2 separate regions of the Sus scrofa genome follow, and region 2 is linked to region 1. Evidence: chromatin contacts called from public Hi-C data. All regions are on one chromosome and are shown on one strand. Each heading gives the region's core, a stretch centred on a gene start, on an enhancer-like site or on the middle of the called end of the contact. The rest is flanking DNA. Distances are from core to core; before and after follow the strand shown. Region 1 overlaps LOC106505265. Region 2 has its middle 180 kb from the start of SUPT20H.

The links. Hi-C and Micro-C count contacts between places; a contact is called where the count stands out from the background.
Region 2: a contact with region 1 is called in a Hi-C map of skeletal muscle, with 1.8 times the contacts expected there. The contact joins two enhancer-like sites. A contact is called at or near these places in 3 of 47 Hi-C or Micro-C datasets (embryonic fibroblasts, skeletal muscle and subcutaneous adipose tissue) and 1 of 2 datasets of contacts at active chromatin or transcription factors (skeletal muscle).

Annotation. Positions count from the first base shown.
Region 1 is chr11:12,919,469-12,927,398 of Sscrofa11.1, forward strand. All of the region lies in intron 7 of LOC106505265, which reads left to right. Among named protein-coding and RNA genes, the nearest start is that of SUPT20H, 58 kb to the left of the region's middle. Within about 2 kb of position 4,498, at least 10 of the 83 cell types and tissues checked have an H3K27ac peak or open chromatin away from gene starts, as enhancers often do. A contact at or near this core is called in skeletal muscle, where this site is marked.
Region 2 is chr11:13,037,081-13,045,010 of Sscrofa11.1, forward strand. No RefSeq gene overlaps it. Among named protein-coding and RNA genes, the nearest start is that of SUPT20H, 180 kb to the left of the region's middle. Within about 2 kb of position 3,216, at least 15 of the 83 cell types and tissues checked have an H3K27ac peak or open chromatin away from gene starts, as enhancers often do. A contact at or near this core is called in skeletal muscle, where this site is marked.

The sequences.
Region 1 (7,930 bases), core at 3,248-5,747:
ATGGTGAGTTGCTCTATTTTTCACACAGCTGGGAAGTAATAGGATCCAGATTCAAAGCCAGACCCTAATGCCTCCTGGAAGGAGGTGATGGTGCCATCCTGCTCACAGCATCTGGTAGGCATACCAGCCTTGAAACCTCAGCTTTGTATCACTCATTGGAGTGGTTTCAAACTTTCCCCTCTAAATTTGTGTAACATGTTTTAAGTAAAAGTTTATAAGAAAGTTCGATATAAAACTAAAATACAAATGAGTGGGTATATCATTGCCACCCTCTTAACGTGGGTGCCTTCTTTCCATCTTCTGGTGTCTCCTAAGGGAGTTCCAGATAATCATGTTTGAAACTGTCATTTGTCCTTCAGGAATGGAATTCTGTCTGTCAAAAAACGATGCTATCGAAAGGCTTAATCTTTATGAATTAAAAGGCTAAGTATGGTCTGGTCAGATTCTATGCAAACTTCTGCCCTCAGTTATGCTCTTATAAGATGAATTTGGATTATACCTTGTTTCAAAGGACATAATCTGGAGCTAGAGAAAATGTTATTGCCTCTCTTCAGAGTATAGTTAAATAACCATTCTGAGACTTGAATGTAACTCTCAAGATTATTGTGGCATTTGCAGGCTTTGTTCAAGTGTTTTTCTACCACACACTCTGAGTTCCAAAACCAAACGGCTAGTCTTTGCTTTGTCTAGCATGGTGGATGCTAGAATAGAGTCTATATGATAGCTATTAATTTCAGAAATATTTTGTACAAAGCTTCCTTCATCTGCTGTTGTAATATTCTTATGAACATCCAGAATTTTACTCAAGGAGATCTGACTTTGGTCCTAGCAGGCTGGAGACTGTGAAATGTGTCTGCCAGGTATGTCATAGGACATGCCTATGTACTGAGCAGAAAAGCAGGGTCTTATGTGGAACCAAATGAAATAATAAAGGACTCCTCTAAGTCTCAAAGATCCCATCAAAATTCTTGGATGGAATTACTTATACCTGGCAAATGGAAACACAGCTGCATTTTCAATGATTTTTAAAACATACTCATTAAAGTATTGGCAATAGTAGAGCAAATTAAAAAGTTAGTATAATTTTTGGGTCAAACAGTACTTTTATGAAAACCCGTAGTCCTTTCTCATAATTGACACAGCAAAAGAAACCTTGGTTGTAAGTTGAGAACTGAGAAAAAAACTTAGTTTAAGCACTAGATCCTTTATTTAATGAATATGTGACCTCGGACCAAATAGTGTTTCGGAGCCTCAATTTCTTCTTCTGTAAAATGGGGCTAATATTCCCTCTACATCATGGGTTTTCTTGAGGCTTGAATGAAATCATGTGTATAAGCTAATAATAAGTACTCTACATGTAAAGTAAACTAAGAATCACAAAATCATATGTAGAGGATGTTGCGTAGATGCATCTTTTCTGTACACTTAAAGGTAATTGGCCCATCTTTGGACAGTTCCAATGATGACCTCATATTCTTTGGGAGGCAGGTCATTCAGTAGTTGGCAGGTGTCCCAGGTTGGGTTCCTTACAAAGAAGACTCAGAGGGGGAAATTAGAGTATAGACAATTTATCAGAACATGCTCTTTGCATCATCACCTGAGGAAGGGAGGCTGGAAGACAGCACTGGGAGAGGTCAAGCTGTCATGCAGTCTCAGTGAAAGTTTCACATGAACCTATGGCAAGCTTGGGGCTGCAATGGCCCATCTGAGTTGTCATGAGTTTGGGCTAGAAGGCAAGACTTTTATTTGCCTTCTTATTGACCAATCATTGGATCTTGGGTGAGGCAATTTTCTTTAGCTCAGGCAATCCTCAAAAAGTTAAAAAGTGAAGGTTCTCTTCTCTGATAACTAATAGAATAAGTCATTCCTTCCTCAAGGGTCACCTGGGTATCACTGCATCTATCAGATCAGCTCCATAGATAAAATAGTTTGCCTCATAGTGAGTGGAAACCTTCCTCACTGTGACTGTCATGTCAGTTCCTCTCTTCTGAGTCAATTCCAGGTCTTAGCGACACACACACACACACACACGATAGGTAAGAAGTAGATTCAATGACTCACTGATAGAGTGAGTCTTCCAAGGGAGAGAGAATGACATTACCCAGGATGGCTTCTAACAGTAGGATCTTCTATCGACGATATGGATTCAACCAGCGAACTTCGTCACATAATTCTTTACTATATTCAAAGCACTAGTGCTATAACACTAACACCTATATGTATGTATTTCACATATACAGAAGTGATGTATGTATAAACTTTATAATATTTATACACTCAGTGGTCAAATTTATATTTATACACATTGATATACATATATACATGTATGTTCTGAAAACATGTTGTTTACAATTGGATGAACAAGCTCTGTTTTACTCAACACCCAGCTTTTAGTAACCATGATGATGTCGCTTATTACAGACAATAGAAGTAGTCTGCTCTCCAGGAGAAGTGAGTTGAGAGATCATGAATTCTGTTTCAGGCGTCTTGATTAGAAAGCCCTTTTGAGACATTCAAGTGCAGACATTGGGTGGATGATTGAAGGTGTATATCTGGAGTTTGGAAAGGATGTCTACACCAGAGATAAGTAATTGAGAGCTGGTGTTATATATAGTAGTTGAAGATAGGAAGCAACATTTCCATCACGTTCCTGCAAGTCAGTAATGAACTGAGGTGAGGCTTCCCTTTCAGATGGTAAATGTTGCCTTCACTGGAGGGCTTTTCCTATTCTGTTTTGCTGGTTTAGTTACCTGCCAAGCTCCTGAGCCATCTGGGAGTGCAGTTGCCAATATAAGGTGGGAGGAGAAAGGGACCCATGCCTGAAGACTTAAAGAAATACAGCATTTAAAGGCTGGTAGGAGTTCCCGTCGTGGCGCAGTGGTTAACGAATCTGACTAGGAACCATGAGGTTGCAGGTTGGTCCCTGCCCTTGCTCAGTGGGTTAACGATCGGCGTTGCCTTGAGCTGTGGTGTAGGTTGCAGACGCGGCCAGATCCTGCGTTGCTGTGGCCCTGGCGTAGGCTGGTGGCTACGACTCCGATTAGACTCCTAGCCTGGGAACCTCCATATACCACAGGAGCGGCCCAAGAAATAGCAAAAAAAAGACAAAAAAAAAAAAATAAAAAAAAATAAAGGCTGGTAGATGAGACGTATGGAACCGAGCTAGAAAAGGAGTGGCCAGAGAGGTAAAAGGGTGGAGTCATAGACGCAAGGAGAGGGAAAAGTGGTTAGCTTTCTAAAATCGTCCAGAGAAATGCTGCCCATTGGAAACGGAGATAATCGATGATCCTAAGGAGGGTGGTTTTGGTGGGAGTAGAAGCCAGACTGGTGGGCTGAAGAGTGAATGAGGGGGAGGAAATGAAGGCAGTAATGTGCACGATGATCTTGAGAAGCGTAGCTTTGAAGGTGAGGACAGAGATAGGGATTAGCTGGAGTGAAATAAGGCTGTGGTGAAACAGGGGGTTAAAGAGGTGGCCTGGGAAGGGTAGTGTGGGCAAGAGAAATGGAAATATTCCCCATAATCAATGCTTTAAATATTCTTTTCCTTTTAAGCAGTTTGAACTGTATTCTGAAATGTTGGAGAAATGAAAAGTGAAAGTGTTAGCGCTTTATGAAAAACAAACATAACCAAAATACTTGGGTTGTGGATAACTTAGACAACTTCTTCAGGTCAAATTGAAGTAGAGATAAATACAAGATAAAGAATTTTCTTCTTGAATTATTCAGACCGGTGATTCATGTATTCATTTTGCTTTTAACTAAGACAATCTTGACTGGCATGTCACTTTATTTATTACTTGAAAAGAAAATCTTTTCATTTAAGTCTCACTTACTGTCCAGATGAACAGTGGGGTTTTTTTGGTCTGTTTTTAGGGACGCACCAGCGGCATATGGAGGTTCCCAGACTAGGGGTCTAATTGGAGCTGTTGCCTTCAGCCTACGCCACAGCCACAACAATGCCAGATCCAAGCCGCATCTGTGAAGTACACCACAGCTCATGGCAACTCCGAATCCTTAACCCACTGAGCAAGGCCAGGGATCAAACCTGCGTGGTCGTGGATACTAGTTGAGTTTGTTAACCGCTGAGCCTCAACAGCAACTCCAACAGTGTTTTTGTTTAAAAGGAGAGGAGGTATTTTTGCATTATCTTCACACGAAGATAGATTCTCATGTGACCCTGATATACTACTAAAAACTGTTATTTCTCCTTATATATGAGAGAGGAGTAAAAGCAAGGAGTATCTTCCTAGGAACATTTTGCAGATTCTTTTGTTGAGCACATGTATCATGGATCTCTCTGGCTCCGGCCTCCCTGCTCAGAGGTGGTGCTCAAGCCCGCAGACAGTTCTTAGAAGTGCTCCTGTGACTCCCTAGGGAGAGTTTCCAGGTGCTGGGCAGTATTTTACAGCCTCGTGCTACTCTATCGGCTACTTCAGTCTGTCCTTGGCGTGATGTGGTAGCTGCTGGGGCTGCTGCCCAGAGCTTACTGGCTTGCAGATGATTTGCCTCACTCCAGATGAGGAGGTGCTCCAGAGTCTAGTTTTTTCCACAGATGATGGCCCAGAGCCCTCAGGGTGTGATGATTCATGCGGAATCGGGGAACGGGCTTGGAGGACCCTCTCTCCTTTTGTGTTAAGATCTGTTGGAGGCTCATAGAGCAGATTTTCTTAGGCCTCAACATATTTTGAGGGAAACAGCTTTTTCTTATTGCTTACGGTTCTTTTGTCCCTAGAGTCAGAGGTGTGTATTCAGAAGCTCAGCCAGAGATAGAGTTTCTCTCCCTTTATCTATGACCAGAAGAGTCATCAGAATGCTGAGAAAGTAACCTTGAGCTAAAAGCTGAACAGTGAATAGACGTGCTGGTGCTATTGGAGGTGGGCATGTATTTTGACTCATTTCTGTAAGTAGATTATCAGAAGTGAAGTTTCTGGGTCAAAGTTTAACTTCAAAAATTACTTAAATGTTTTTTCATTGTAATTCTCTAATTCTTTAAAAATTTTTTTTTTCCTTTTTTTTTTTTTTGGGCTGTAGGTGTGACATATGGAAGTTCCCAGGCTAGGGGTCAAATCAGAGCTACAGCTGCTGGCCTACACCACAGCCGCAGCAACTCAGTATCCGAGCTGCATCTTCGACCTACACCACAGCTCATGGCAACGCCAGATCCCCGGCCCACTAAGCAAGGCTAGGGATCTAACCCTCATCCTCATGAATGTTAGTCAGATTCATTTCTGCTGTGCCACAATGGGAACTCCTAAATTTTTTTTTATTATGGTTTATTTACAGTGTTCTGTTAATTTCTGCTGTATGGCAAAGTGACCCAGTTATACATTTAGATACATTCTTTATTACTCTGGTACAAGATGTCCCAGGCTCATCTTGTGCTTTTCATATCCTAGTCCTGGAATTGGCCATTTCTCAAAAGAGCTTTGATCCTTTTACTGGAGTATAGTATGTAGAAGCTGTAATGTAGGCTGTAGGTGTGCTCATTCTATGGATTTTTACTGAGCCTAGGTCTTCTTAGTGGTGGAGCTAGGGGCGGACACACACACACACACACACACACACACGAGTACTTATTTCTATATTTGTCTCTTTGAAAACCACGAGTTCACACTAATATCTTCAATTCTAATCCAACACCATAGAGTTCTATTTTTTCCTCTCTCTCCGTATTTCTATTTCCCTCCTCAGAAAATGAGAAATCTGGTTCCCATTATCTTAACATGTTTCTTTTTTTTTTTTTTTTTTTTTTTTTTGTCTTTTGTCTTCTTGTTGTTGTTGTTGTTGCTATTTCTTGGGCCACTCCCGCGGCATATGGAGGTTCCCAGGCTAGGGGTTGAATCGGAGCTGTAGCCGCCGGCCAGAGCCACAGCAACGCGGGATCCGAGCCGCGTCTGCAACCTACACCACAGCTCACGGCAACGCTGGATCGTTAACCCACTGAGCAAGGGCAGGGACCGAACCTACAACCTCATGGTTCCTAGTCAGATTCGTTAACCACTGCGCCACGACGGGAACTCCTTAACATGTTTCTTAATTAATCTTCCTGTATGTAACTAATATCCCATTGCCACTGTAGCTCCCTTTTGTGGATTCGCTCCTCAACCAGCTCTGGGGCTGACATCTACAACAAAAACACCGGCTTTTCCCTGCTGGATCTAACATCCTCCACCAGCCGCTGTTTCTGGTGTGTACGCTGTCCTTACCTGCTCATGCTTTGACACTCAATGCTGGGCTTCCTTTCCCCACCTCACACTACACACACTCTCTTTTCTTGCTCAGGCTCCAGTAGTCCGCCCCGGACTGCTCTTCAAGTGGATCCCTCCTCATTCTTCTTGGGTTCCAACATTTTACACCAAGTAGCCTTTCTGTAGTAATGCCCTTCCAGCCTGCTTAGATGCTGATGTGTGGTCCACTGTTCTGGGTGGATGCCTTGCTTACCCTGTTTAACCTCTGACCCCTTGTGTTGAGTCACCTTGTATGTGTGCCTGCACACCCTCCTCCCTCTAATCAGGCTTTGACACCCGTGAAGTTTGGAGCTCCCTCTCATCCATGGATATCCCCATCTTTTGCCATTTTATCATATTTCCTTTTAGTCTTTTCTTTATGCATTTAAAAATATTGCTGGTAACTACAGTTCTATTTTTTATCTTGTTTATACAGTACACTTTTTCTCAAATCATTAAAATGTTTGTTTTTTTTCAACTTTCTAATTTTATTTTTAAAACATAAAGTATACTGTAAATAATATGGAAGAGGAATAGGAAATGAGCAAACATCCAAAAACAAATCATGAGGGGGGCAGGGGAGTAAATTACAGGAGGGGGAGCAGGTGGATGTGGTTTTGGGGGAGCTGATGGGAAGGGCGCTTGTGGGGGCAGAGGTGACCTTGTGGAAGGTGGTTTTGGAAACTGGCCCAGGGCTCTTGCAAGAGCCAGCACAGGACCTAGTATGGGGGCGTCTGCAGCAGTCAGTGCAGGCTCTTCCTGCAGGGCTGCTGAATTCTCCTCTGGCCCTTGGTCTCCTGCAGGAGCTGGTGCAACATTTCCCTCCAGCGGAGGTAAACGCACATCAGTGTCTGGGGCTGCTGCCAGAGCAGCTGCAGGTTCTCCCTGCCCAGGTGCTGAGTCCTCATGCGGACCTGGGCCTCCTGCAGGAGCAGCTCCATGTTTGCCCTGCCTGGGTTGTGTCTTGCCTCTGGCTCCAGGTCTCCTGCTGGAGCTTCAGGCTGGGCCTTGGGGGGGCCAGGCCATCCAGCAGACTCAGGCACAGGTGGACTCTGTTCTCTGTGCCAGAGCCGGATGTGCTGAGCTCCCTATGAGCCTGGCAAAGGACCCTGGGTAGCGGCTTACGTGGAGTTTCATCTGGAGGCCTTCTGCCTTCCTCACTCAGCTCGTGGTGGGTCTCAGATGGGCAGTTCTGCAATGACAGTGAGCAGCAGAGGGCCCGGCCCTAAGGTGTCAGAGCCCTGCAGGGCCATTATCTTCTCACTGTTTCTTTTGCCCCCTTGACCTTCTGCTCCCAGATCAGGTGAGTCCTTCTCTGCTCAGATACTGCCCCCTTCCCCCCCGGAGGGCTGGGGGTACAGCTCACGCACAAGGCTCAGCCCTGACTCTCAACACCACCCCTTCTCCCCGGACAGCTTTGTCCTGGCGTGTGGACATGCCCTGCCCAGCAGGCATCCAGCCCTGCGTTACCCTGCTTCTGCTTGAGGCAGACCCACCTCTCACAAAACCCTTTGCACACAAACGGAGGGGACACGGGACTACCATGTGAGATCAGAGAGGGCCCTGTGCTGGGCTGGAGCTCCCTCTCCCTGTATTACCTCTGGGTTCCTGTGGGCAAAGGCCCATAGATGTCTGCCCTGAGTTCTGATCCATTTTCTGCTGGTTTTGCAGATATTGTCTCTGCTACAGCCTTGGGGGGATGG
Region 2 (7,930 bases), core at 1,966-4,465, 120 kb after region 1:
TAAACCAAGTTAAAAGTATACCAACACAATTGGTTTTGTCACAGCTGGTGTTTGAGCTAGTAAATATTAATTAAGCCCCATTATAAGCAAGCTATTCTACTTAGTACTACCACAGATACAAATAGGTTAAAATGCAGTTAATGCCTACAAAGAAAAGATAAACATGTAAGTTGTACTATACCATAGATGCATAAGAATTGTTTCAAAGCAACACATTAGTAATTGACAAATACAGTAAGAATAGCAAATGTTTAAGAGGAGATATAAGGAAAAAAAGACACCACTGCCCTCTATAGTGAGTTAAGACAATTCTGATAAGATCCAACAATATTCGGTGTGTACTATTTTTCAGGCAATGAATGTTCTAAGGACTTTACATGTGTTGAATCTGGTGGAAGCAATTACTATCATTCCATTTTGCACTTGAGGAAATTGAAGCTAGAGAGGTTGAATAATTTGCTTAAGGCAATGGAGGAGACAGAATTTGAACTCTGCTGCCTACTTTCATATACCATGTCCTTAATTACTGCTCAGGATTTTGATGGCTGATCCTTCAAATTTATGTGAGCTGGATACACATAAGCAGTTTGCTTTTAAAACAGTTTTGAATACGAAATGCATAGGATAAACCGTACTTTATCTAAATTAGTTTTAAATATACATTTCTTTTAAAATCAATGGCCAGCCAAGGTCACCTGGTTATTCGTGACTATTGCCTCATTTGTTTTTTCTTTCCTATAGTTAAGAGCTATCTGGGTAAAAAAAACACTTGGGTAACCTCCTGGAGTTGGGTGGTGAGATTTTAGGAACATCTCAATGGCAAAGACAATCACTACATTGTTACACTTGAGACAAGAAAGAACATACTGCTTTTCCTGAGGTGGGGGGGGGGGAAGAAAATGAACAGAAAAAGGTCAGTGATTAGCAAGAGCAGTTACCAGAAAGATGAGGGGTTGGGAGGATAGATGAAGTACTGGCTAGAGAAGGGACCAAGAAAGGACCCCTAAGTCCCATTCTTATCAAGAAAATTTTGGGAAGAAGCATATCTGAAAGATGAATTTTAAAATTTGAGCTATGCCACAGCCTTCTAATCTTCTTTAGTCTTTAATAAAACCTCCATTGCTCATAATGATCAGTGTATGATTTTTTTTTAAAAGGTAGTATGTTTTAATTTTTTTGAAATCAGTAAAAGATGTGAGTTCACAATTTGGTTGACCCAGTGAGACATTGAGACAGTGCATGTGGAAGCAGACAAAAGATAAAGGCAGAAAGGGATCGTGGGAACGTTTACACTCCCACAATCTGTGGAGCTGTGTGTTACAAGCAGCTTTAATTTCGAGCCAGCCTTACTACCATTGCAAATGTGGTGTTTTAACCCAAATTTGTTTCTTTCTTGTAGCGCTAGTCAAAACCTCTGCTTTAGCGTGGTTCTGAGAGAACTACTACCAAAGTGGTTCTGATTTTGTAGCAAGTTCCTTAAAAGTTGAAGTGATAACTTCCATATCTCACTTCTTTCTCTTTCACAAAATGTCTTCCCCAATTCTATTCCAAATTGCTGAATATCTCTTCAGGCTCCATCAGCATCGCTCTTCCTTTTAAGTCGTGTATCTTCTTTCATCTCACCCAACAGAAGGGAGTCCTAAGCAGCTTCGTCTATTTCTTTCACGTATTAAGAGCAAATACAGTCAATAAGAAAAATCCTGTGTTGGGGTCAGGGGTTTAGATTCAGGTTCTGGCTTCAGTTTCTGCATCTACGAAGTAGTGATCTGAACACTGTACTGGTGAGAATTAAACAAAATAAAGCAGGTAGCACTTTGTAAACTATATATGTCTATAGAAATTTAAGTGTGATCCTAAAAGAAAAAGATAAAAAATATTTTAGGCAAAACATTTTCTGGATTGAACAAAATAACCCATCTATTTTTTCTCTTGAAACTTTTGTCATTGGAAAATGGATAGTGGGGGAAATTTTAGGTCTTTCACGAGTGAATTAATCTGGTGTGCAAACTTTCACCCTTCTTGGGTGAAAAGGGTCAGAACCTTTAAATTTTTACTGAAATGACTGAAGGTAAGTTGCCAAGTGGGGTGATGTGGAGTTCCGGAAAAGCACAGGAAAACACAGAAGAAAGTAATTGATATTTGTTACAGTTAACTGTTCACAGTAATTTTTGGCTCGTTCTTTATTCTTTGCACAATAAGATGTGATTTTCTTTAAATGGGTGTGAACATATTTATTTGGAAAAAATATGTTCTAGTTATAAGAATCTATGTGTCAGGAAATATTTATCTTTTTGGAAATTGGGTGTTAATAGCTATTGTTAAGCATAAAAATATTAGTGCATGTGATACAATTAATCTGATTTATATATCTGCGCAATCCTTTGAAATCCAAAGAATTTCAAAAAGAAATCTTTCTTTCCTCATTTAGGCATCTTCTGACATCTTCAACCGCTCTGTGAAATCTTCTGTAATATGCTGTGAGTAAAGCGATCTTCCACCTTTTGGGGGGAGAATAGCTTCTGCTTTTGACACATACATGCATCATCACACGTGCCAGTTTTACACCAAGTGGATAAATGTCGCATATCTTAAAGTAAATGCACAAACAACTTTCAATTATTTATTGTCTTTCTTCATGAAAGGTTTTTTTTTTTTTATTAGAGGCGCAATTTCATAGATGCTTCCATAGCACCTTTTAAAGTTTTCAGAATATGTAAACGAAGTAGATGTAATGATCATGTGAACAAATATTCAGTAGCTTGGAGTATGAATAGTGTACTTGTCGGGATGCAAGAGGTATAGAAACATTCTTCCTAACTAGTGAATTTGCAATTGAGGAGTAAGAATGTTGAAGGGAGGTGGCAAAATATGATGAGTGATTTAAATAACGTGTTCTTAAAAAATTTTTTTTTTCACTTTGTAGAGATGTGAAAACAAGGTTTCCCTTCTCTAGGCATAAAAGGGAAAATATTTAGACACATGGGTCGCAAAAGCCACTTAAACTCAAGGTATTTGCTCAGAGCCATGTTCAAAATCTCCCTGGCATTGCAAGATCTTGGAAAACTCAGAGTGTACTCTTCTGATTAGACCTGGGATGGTGTCCCAGTGGCCTGTCATCCTTCCCCCTACCTGGCTGAGGCACACTCTCTGTACAGTATGTGCAGTACCGTTTGGCTGCTGCTTCCTTGCTAACTGGAGTCAGCTGTGCATGTGGGCTGGTCTCGGAGCCTGGGCCCAGGGAACGCTGTCTGAGTGGAGTTTTCCACTCAGTGTTTGGTTTGGCCTGGTCTGTGCGATGTCTTGCCAGATCTGCAAACTCCTGTCAGGAGTCACTCCTCCTTGGATGGGAAAATATTCCTCATGCCGTTGTTAGAGAACTCTGATCTTTCACTAGAAACCTGGTGGGAGGTGTTGGCCCAATCGAGGTATCAAGAAGCCAGGATTTTCCCCTCTGAAGAACGTGTTTACAGTGGATGGTATTTGTATGAGTAAAAGTATTTAGGGTTGTGGAGTTGGCCAGGTTTGCCCATTTAAAAAATGAGAAACTCATAACTGTAGCACTGAAAAGCCCTCCACTTAAAACTAATGGAGGCAATGACTATTGCCATTCAGCAGCCAAATTAAAACAGAAGGAATGGTACAGGATGTTAACTTAGAATTTTGTGTTTGGGTCTATAGCCTTAGAGCATTAGCAAAATGTTCTTCTATAAAGTGAGCATGACACATGGGTACATACAGCTGTGCCAAGGGTGTGACGGTCTTGGCACTGACATAGGGCCTCTCTCCACTCAGCCCTCCCTCACACCTGTGAAGATGGATTGCTTTTTATATTCTATTCCTGTGCCCAGAACTCTCATTCTTTTGATGCACTGTGTGCATAGCAAATGAAGTTTATAATTTTAACCAATAGATATTGGTATCCTTTTATCTGACATTGTGCTGGACATGTAACTTACTATAGTTTAAAGAAAGTACACAGATCGTGTGTAAAGCTCAAAAAATTGCACTGAGCACATGTGTATTACTACTACCCATGTTAAGAAACAGAACAGTTGTTCGTATCCCAGAAACCCCTCTTTGACCCTCACACAGTCACTACCCACTCTTCTTCTCCATGAATAATCTCCACTTAATACTTTTGAGGTTTATATTTATAGGATCATACAGTATGATGATTTTTGGGGGGCCTGGTTTTATTCAAAATTAAATTTCTGGAAAGCATCTATTTTATTGTAAGTAACAGTAGTTTATCATTTGTCATCATAGATAGCCTTCCATTGTATGTATATAGCAAAATTATTGATCCATTCAACTCTAAATAGATGTTTGGGTTATTCCCAGTTTTTAGCTGTGATCATGTCTGTATAGTTTTTTAATAAACACAGATGTGCATTTCTGTTAACTAGCAAACTAAAAGTAGAATTTCTGGGTCACACGATAACGTGTTTTTTTTCAGTTGCAGAGGATATTACTAAAAAGTTTCCCAAAGTAGTTGTATCACTGTATGCTAATCAGGAATATATGAGAATCCTTTTCTCTAGGTCCTTACCAACACTTACTACTGTCATTCTTCCTAATTTGAGCCATTCATAGCTGCAGAGTATTTCCCTAAAGACTAATGTGCTTGTGCACATTTTCCTATGTTTAATGGTCATTTGTATGTACCCGCCGTCCTCTTTTTAATGATTTTTCAAGTTTTTTTATGGGCTTATATTTTTCTTATTAATCATAAGTGCTCTTTATTTGGAATCATTTCCTTTGTTAATCATATTTTCTCCCACTCTGTGCGTTTCTATTATCATAATTTTGTCTTTTGATGAAGAGATGATTGTGTGTGCTGTAACATAGCAGCACTACCTCTTTCTGATGATCAGGGCCAATTTTTCCCCTTAAGAGGGCGATTCTTCTTGCCTGCTTGTCCCTAGTGGTGCTATAGCATGGTGTTCAAAGGGACAATTGTTTTGTTCTGTGGTTAAAGTATACTCTCTTTAAAGATCAGGACCTCTAACCCTACAGATCTCCAAGCTTTGGAGATGGGAATTCCAAAGTCAGTGGGTCATGGGGAATGATGATAAGCAGGCCATCGCATGCCCTAGTTCCCATGCTCATGTATTTTTCTTAGTAAGTGCAAATTATCATTTACTGTTCTTGATTTCAGTATATATACTGCTTCACAGAGGATGGAATTTTATCCTCATGGTTGATTGCTTCTAACCTGGCACATCAGTTGTGACTTTCAGCAACAATAGCATCTTTTTTGGTGGTATAATATGTAATCGCACCGGTGGATCCTACCTTTCCATTTTCCAGGCCCACTTTTGTACCTCTTTTGATATAGAAAGATGGGTCATTTGGTCATCTGGTCTGATGCAGTATTATGTGGGTCCCATGTGGTGGAGCAAATACTCTGTATACACTTAGATAATGGTGCTAGCTGAAGCTTCAAGTGCAGGAAGATGAACCCATATCTAGAATATGTAGCTATTTCTCTTAAATCGTCTTACTTTTTAGGAAGTAAGAGGCCCATTTGGTAAGCTTGGCCCCATAGAGTAGAATTGGGCAGAATTCCTTGAAGAATAGTGCTGTGTTGGGGCTCAACCTTGGCCGCTCTTGTTGTCAGGTTATGTATTCAGTGGCAGCAGTAGGTAAATCAGCCAGTCAGTGGGAGCTCACACTGTTGGGCCCATGTATAGCCTCCATATCTTTCACCGTGGCCACTTCCTTCATGTGCCTGTTGTAGTTCTGTGGTTATCACTAGTGCTGGTTGAAGGCAACAGACTAGGTCATTCTTTTCTCTTTGGTTGTTTAGTGCTTCTCCTGTAGTGGATGCTCCTCTTTGATATGATTTAACATGTGACCCAAAGATCTTCACACTTTGTGCTCACACCCATGTGTACATCCGCATGTCTCTACACCAGACCTCCATGTCTCTTTCTTCCACTCTTTCTACTTTTAGGCCCCAACCAAGCAGGCTCTTCTCCACCAGTGGATTTGTATATATTCTAACCTGAGTCAGCTTCACACAAAGAGGATGGCTTGTTGCTCTGCCCAAATTTCCAACCATTGGGAGGGTTTTTCCTTGCACTAGCCTTTAAGGACACTTCTACATGAGACTGTTGTGAAATTATTGTTCATTTGTGTCTTGCTGTATATACAAGCCGATTCATCCATAAAGTTTGCTTAGGTCTTTTCCTTCTCTATCAGAGGGTAATGAGAAATCCTGTGTGGTCATAGGTCTGAGCTAAAGGAAGTGCACTGGAACAGTATTGGTGAGAGACATTGGAATCTGGGCTGTGTCTTATACAGCTTGTTTATGTAATCTTGTCCTGCTAGTGCTGGATCCAGGATATATCATTTCCTTCTCAAGATGCGCTTTTTCTGGGTCTGCTTGTCTTTATGACTTATTGGGTTTGACAGAGCCCAGCTTATGGTATGCATTTCCAGATACATGGTAACTTAGTATCCCATGGTCAGGTATTTAGTCTCCACCAGAGATCAATAAAATTCCAGGAATATTCCCCCCCCCCCCCGGTCCAGTGGTGTATAGTTCCATAGCAGATGATACAGCTCTGCTCCAGAAAATCAGAGGACTGCACTCTAGGGCTTGCCCTAAGCTCCTTGTTTCACATGGTATCTTTTCCCAACATTGATACTTCTAATAATGTAGCATCTATTGAATCAGAGCTGCTTACTCCACAGCCTAAACCTGGTGCAGAGTTTTTTGTGATCTAACTCCTAAATCCTGGGCCTGGTCCTTATCTTTCTTTGCCATTTGCCTGAAGAAGATGAGACATTCTTTTTGAACTACCAAAGAGGTCTGATGTTTTTCACACTTATCTTTCAGTTGCCTGTTCATCCCTTGCAGGTTTTCGTTATTATTTTCTAGGGGTTTCAGTGACATGCAGCAATAGCCATCGAATCTCATTGTCTTTATGTCTACTATTTTATGTGTTACTTCTCAAAACCCTGATATTTACATTAGTCAGTGCATTCTCCTCCACTGGCACACTATCCCAGTGATCAGTTTTAATGATCTGTTATAGTTTTAACTATTGAACCAGCACCTATGTCTGTGGCATTCTTTGCTACTTTCAGCCATGTAGTCTTCAATTCCTGTTGAGTAGCAAGTCATTCAGTTCTAACACCTAATCTTATTGCTTATTTATAGGATTTTCCTGGTACCAGTTGTTGCAGGTTGGTATAAATGGGTGCCAAGATGGAGATAGGCACATAGGTTATTTATTAATGGTGAACATCTGTGAAAGAGAGGGGTGATTTACAGAGGGAGAAGTCAAACTGCGACATAGGTCTGACAAAGACTTGGCCAAGCCCAAAGGGACCTGTGAGTAAATTCATCTCATCAAAATTGCCCCTGGGTGGTTATCCATTATTGGATATGGATTGCGGGCGGAGGGCATGCTATTGAGCAAGATGGCTCCTTGTCAGTGAGGAAAATTCTGAAGGGGTTGTGATAGGGAGCTATCTTCTGATGGTACTGCGTGGATGGGGCAATAAGATTTTCATTAACATGGGTCTTAATGGCTCATCTCTTGTTTACCACACCATTTTTATAAATAATACTACTTAAAAATTTTTCATTTTTGAGTTTTTGATTATATGTAGAAACACAGTTGATTTTTAAATATGTTCTTTATATCCAGAAACGCTGCAAAACTTGCTTGTTTATTCTAACAGCCTTTATGTAGATTCTTCTGGGTTTTCTATTATATATTTCAAGTGCACAGAAATATTTATGAAAATTAACTATGTACTGAGCCATTTTATGTGTCAATACGTTTCAACAGATTGGAATCATACAATTTTTGTTCTCTGGTGACAATCAAATTAACCTGTAAAACAATAAAACATTCCTAAGTGTCTAGAAATTAAGGAATACATTTACAAATAACATATGAATCAATTTAAAAGT